Linked DNA regions of Pan troglodytes: region 2 is linked to region 1. The links are chromatin contacts, called in public Hi-C maps. All regions are on one chromosome and are shown on one strand. The core of a region is the stretch at or near the end of the contact, and the rest is flanking DNA. Distances in the headings are between cores, read along the strand shown.

Region 1 (2,700 bases), core at 113-2,612:
TGAATCTATTCAGTATCAAAACATGGGGTGGGCCTGGCACGGTGGCTCATGCCTGTAATCCCAGCATTTTGGGAGTCTTGAGTTTGGCAGATCACTTGAGCCCAGGAGTTTGAGACTAGCCTGGGAAACATGGTGAAACCCCGTCTCTACTAAAAATACAAAAAATTAGCCAGGCGTGGTGGCGCGCATCTGTGGTTCCAGCTACCCGGGAGACTGAGGTAGGAGAATCACCTCAGCCTGGGAAGTCAAGGCTGCAATGAGCCGAGATCACACCACTGTACTCCAGCCTGGGACAGAGTGAGACCCTGTTTCAAAAAGAATTAAAAAAAAAAAAAAAAAAAAAAAAAGGAAATCACTAGACCCAAACCAGTTATCCTTGGAGAAATATGGACATAAACCCAAATTGCATATTCTTTCCATTATATCACAATGTCTCTTTGTAAAAGTGGCAACTTTGGGCTGGCTTACCTGAATTCGCTGAAACCTTTACAACATATTGGCGGTGCTGAATACTTGGGGCTCTTGAACGTAGGCCTGCAACCAGGATGCTGGTGTACACCCTCACCCTGGAATGCTCAGCCTTGATCCTCCTCTTTTCAGAATGGCTTCATATCTATTTATTTGTAACATAGTGCTTAACAGTAGGAAGTCTTGAGCCAAATGCCTAGCTCTGCCACTTATCCCTGACCTGAGCAAGTTACTTAGCTTCTCCAGGCGTCATTTTCCTGTATTCTAAAATGGAGATGATAATAGCACTTACCTTATAGGATTGTTGTGAAGATTAAATGAGTTTAGGGAAATGCTATATATAGGTTAGTATCATCCATCAATTTGCAACATGATTTCATAAGTGCATCTAGAATATGCTTGTGTAAACCTATGGTTAGATGATGAAGCTAAGAAAAGCCTGAGTCCATCCCTGGAGAGTAAGAAACTAGTATACTCCTTTTACACAGTACCTTGTACACAGCACAGGCTTAACAGACATATTTAAATTGAACTGAAGCGAATACTACCAGAACTGAAAGTGGTAGTTCCAGATCTTTCAGGCTCAAGGTCCAGATTTTACAAGTGTTTCTGATCACCCTCCCCCTACCTCATTTATCGCAAAGAGCAGAGGCCAGGAAAAGGATGAATAATCAATGACCTTAAAACTCAGGTGAGAATAAAAACCAGTTCTGAGAAACCGTGTGACATTTACATCCTGGTACCTGAGCTTTAGATCACTCTGCATGTGTATTTCCTCTGCACAAAGCCCAGGAGGCTACTTTTATATTATTGGGGCAAATCTCCCAACAGCCCTCGGTACTAAACAGCCTTCAGCAGGTGCTTCCCAATTTTCTTATTTGCTTCAACTCCCAGGTTGCCAGGGGAAGCTTGGCCGACAAGTCTATACTCCTGGGCAGACTGAGCAACAGCAGGTGGTTGCTTCTGGATAAGAGGTGCTCTAGGTCGGAAGGAAATAAATGAGACTACGATCAGTTAAAGTTCGGTAAAGCAAGAGACGCCTTCACCCCGACGACCAGACGGTGGCTCCGCAGCACAGACTCTCTCGGATGGTGGAATTCCCAACCGGCTTCGATGTAGCCCCGCCCCTACCCAGACCACGCCCACCAATCACCGCCCTCTCCCCCCCAGGCCCCGCCTAGAGCCTGCCCCTCCTAGAGCATGCTCCACCTGACTCCGACACTGCCGGGCTTTGTCCGCCGGGCTTAGTCCGTGGGGCGCTTGCGCATTTCTTGAGTTGTCGTGGCACTGCCCAAATCTGAATGGGGGAAAGAGGGAACTTCATATTTCCTACAGACTCCGCCACATCGACTTTTCGTGCTCTCTTAGAGCTGGTTTTGCCTTTCGTGGTCCTGAGAACCCTGGCTTTTGGTTCCCCAATGCGGCTTAAGTGTGCAGGTTTTAAGTTAGGCGATCTTCGGGCAGCCCTAGTCCCAGCACCGGGTCCTTGCGCTGAGTCTCGGGACCACAGCCGGGGAGGCGGGGTCCTTCTTTGGGGCGGTCGCGTTGGCAGCGGATGCGGGAAGCCGGACTCTGGGCGTCATGTACTACAAGTTTAGTGGCTTCACGCAGAAGTTGGCAGGAGCATGGGCTTCGGAGGCCTATAGCCCGCAGGTACGAGTGGCGCCTGGCCAGCTCGGACATGAGAAGTGGCGGCCTTAGCCTCGGCGACAGGCAGTCGCGGCGCTGGAGCCAGGGGAGGCTTCTGCCCGCGGTCGAGTTCGTCTCTGTTCTCCTTGCACCTCCCGGGGCCTCTCCACACCAGCGTACTGTGGTCACTGAGGCTTCTTTTTGTGTACCTGCTCACCTGGCGGGGGCTGGCCTGGCGTGGAAGTTTGGTCTGGCTCACTGCAGGGGTCAAGGTGACCCCCGGGGTCACTTGTCTAAAAGGGATGGTTTGTGGGGGTCCCCAGTGTGACCCGAGTCAGAGGTCCGGCCTTCTCCCTCTCTTCGAAGACATCTGGCTTTCGGCTTCCTTGTCGTTTCTTTGTCATCTGCCAGAGCCCCATAGGCAGCCTCACTTGAGCTCGAGATTAGAGAGCGCGGGGATAAAGGCGTTTAGAGAAACCATGGTGCAGGGGGTTGGGGGGGCTATGATCTGGATTGGGAAATTTAACAGGTTACTTAACACGTCCAGGGAGGGAAGTTGCATGCAGCGAGGTTACACTTTCCCGATTGTAAAATATTTGACAG
Region 2 (2,700 bases), core at 166-2,665, 260 kb after region 1:
GGAGACTGGGCTCAGAAAGTCCCACTGAGTTCCTAGGTACCAGCCTTCTGGTAGAGCAGCTTTCTTTTCTAGTGTGGCTCTATCTCTTCTTTGCATATGCCTTCAGCTTCTTCTTTCCGCTCTTTTAGGTCTACTCTGTCTCCAGCCTGTGTTTTAATCACATAAAAAATGCTATTAAAAATGTAGAATCAAGGGCTGGACAGAGTGGCTCAAACCTGTAATCCCAGCACGTTCGGAGGCTGAGGTGGGCAGATCGCTTGAGCCCAGGAGTTCGAGACCAGCCTGGGCAACATAGTGAAACCCCGTCTCAAAAAAAAAAAAAACAAAAACAAAAACAAACAAACAAACACAAAATTAGCCAGGCGGGCATGGTGGCACGGCACCTGTAGTCCCAACTACTAGGGAGGCTGAGATGGGAGGATCGCTTGAACCTGGGAGGTCAAAGCTGCAGTGAGCCATGATCACGCCACTGCACTCCAGCCTGGGTGACAGAGCAAGACTGTTTCAAAAAGAAAAAGTTTAGAATCAAATTTTAAATTGTAAACTCTGATTGAGGTTGTTGCCTTCCAACTATGCTTATTCATCTAGAAAAAGAAGTCAGCATTTCTTGAAGTCTGGTCGCAGTATGGGGTCCCTGAGAGAAGGCCTCTCTAAAAATACCAGGGGGAGGGAGGGAGAGGTATGCGATTGAGAGTTAGGGAGGTGGTTCCAGAGAAGAGGGCAAGCCCTCAGGTTGGGCCGCCAGAGGCTCCCAGGAGAAGAAAGAAAGGGAAGCCAGGCCTGCATCCTGGTGGAGCCCGCTCCTCCCACCGCGGGGAGATCCGCCCTCAGCGCTGTGGTGGCCGGAAGTGCTGGTCTCGGGCGGGTGGGGGCGAGGGGCTGCCTGGGAGCTCAGTCTCCCGGCTGGGCTGGGATATTTATAGCACCTGGGTTTCTGGGTCTGCCTCCACCTGGATTTATTTATGCGGCCTGTGGCTGTGGCGCCTGTGGAGAATGAGGGGGTGGGGGGGGGGGCGGATCTCGCTGCAAGGGTCTAGTTCTTGGCCTTGGGACTCTAGCTGGACTGGAAACGACAAATCACAACCAGGGGCTGTCTGGGGGAACACAGGCAGAGCAGCACTTGGTGCTGCGCCTGCAAAGCCGCCGATGGTTGGGCCTGTTGAAACTCGGGGCTTTCCAGATTCACGCGGTGTCGCCTTTGCGGCCGCCGTGGGCGTGGGTTAGGCAGGTGTGGGCGACGGGGAAGCGATCCCCTCCCCCGCAAGTCACCCCGGGCTCCGGTTCTCACGCCTTCCTCCGCAGCTCCTGGGAAGAATTAAAGGCGGAACAATGTTCCCTCTCCGGAGGGATCTGTACTTGGAAAGAGAACTCAGAGAGCACGTGGTGGCCGGCCCCATCTGCAGACCCAAAACTAGAGAGTCCACGTTTGCGAACCCATCTGCACTTTCGACTTCCCCTGATCACTACGTGTCTGGCTGCTCCCAGACTGCGATGACATCATTTTAAAAAAATGTAAATAACTGTCCTTTGGGTCTTTCAAGAACCTAGTGATTGAGGAGAGGGCAACGGTGAATCTCGAGGAAGGCTGTGTCGTGGGACCTTCAGGCATTGTTTAATCTGTGCAGGGCGCAGTCTTGGGCAGGCCCCAGCCCTCTCCTCTGCCCACTCGCAAAGCCCGGCCTGCTTGCTCCACCGGCAACTGGGCTGGAGGAGAGGCGAGGGGCAGGGTGGGCGCCAGGACCCTCGTGGTACCTAGGGAAATGAAAATCGCGTTGACAGTAGTCAGACGCTTTCCTTTTCTCATTCACCCCTCGGGCAGCACAACGAGACAGGCACTCCTGCCAACGTCCCCATTTCACAGATGGAGAAACTGGGGCTTAGGCAAAGCAATTTGCCCCCGGGTGACGGAGCAAGCATCAACTTCAGTTTCCAGCTCGGACGCGAGGGGCCGTCGGGGGCGTTCCGGGGAGGGGGTGCCTGGGCCGGGGGCGGCCACGCGGGGCTGGGAGAGGTTCCAGCAGCGGCGCGTGGTGTAGCCGGCGTCCGGCGGGACTGCACGGGCCTGGAGCTGCCAGAAAGGCCGGTCTGGTGGCCCGGGACGAGGGGGCGGCCTGCCCGGAATCCCGAGCAGTACGGCGGAGCCGGGGCAGCTGCCAGGCGCGGCTGGGGACCGGCTCGCGCTGCGGTCGGCGGCGGGCAGGCCACATACCGCGCGGCGTGGAGGAAATGTCTGGGATTCCTCCTGCGGCGCCGCGCGGGCCTCGGGGAGGGCGGGGCTCCCCCAGTGTGTCGGGGCGGGGGCGGGGGCGGGGCGCGGCGGAGGGTGAGCGGGGATCCTGGCGCTGGCGGGGGCGCCCCGACCTGAGTCCTCGTCCCTGGAGCGCTCCCGCCACTTTGCCAGCATCTGGGCCTCCAGAGCCCCGTGAACCCTCGGGAAGGGGAGCACGTGAAGGGGCTCCCCGGCCACGCCCAGCCTCCTGCCCAGTCTCTGCCTCAGGCCTAAGGGTTCAAGAGGGGCCTGAGTCACCCGCCTGCAGAGCGGCCCTGCAGCCCCTGCTGATCCGAATCAGGCCCTGCCTTCTGGGGTGGCGCACGACACGCGTGGGGCCCAGCGAAGAGGATGCTGAGGACCTGGACTCTGCTCCGGACAGTGAGGCCTCCGCAGGTCCCAGTTTCAGCTTTGGAAAGTCCTGGCCACTG

Evidence for each region. A called contact is a pair of places that touch in the nucleus more often than the background predicts.
Region 2: a contact with region 1 is called in a Hi-C map of stem cell-derived neural progenitor cells, with 2.7 times the contacts expected there. The contact joins the enhancer-like site here to the promoter of COX7A2L in region 1. A contact is called at or near these places in 1 of 7 Hi-C or Micro-C datasets (stem cell-derived neural progenitor cells) and 1 of 1 datasets of contacts at active chromatin or transcription factors (stem cell-derived excitatory neurons).

What each region holds. Positions count from the first base shown.
Region 1 is chr12:80,354,313-80,357,012 of NHGRI_mPanTro3-v2.0_pri, forward strand. It overlaps COX7A2L (cytochrome c oxidase subunit 7A2 like), which reads left to right and starts at 1,363. Exons shown (of 3, transcript XM_009442392.5): 1 at 1,363-2,121. The coding sequence starts at 2,050.
Region 2 is chr12:80,615,921-80,618,620 of NHGRI_mPanTro3-v2.0_pri, forward strand. No RefSeq gene overlaps it. Among named protein-coding and RNA genes, the nearest start is that of PKDCC, 54 kb to the right of the region's middle. Within about 2 kb of position 1,416, at least 13 of the 24 cell types and tissues checked have an H3K27ac peak or open chromatin away from gene starts, as enhancers often do. A contact at or near this core is called in stem cell-derived neural progenitor cells, where this site is marked.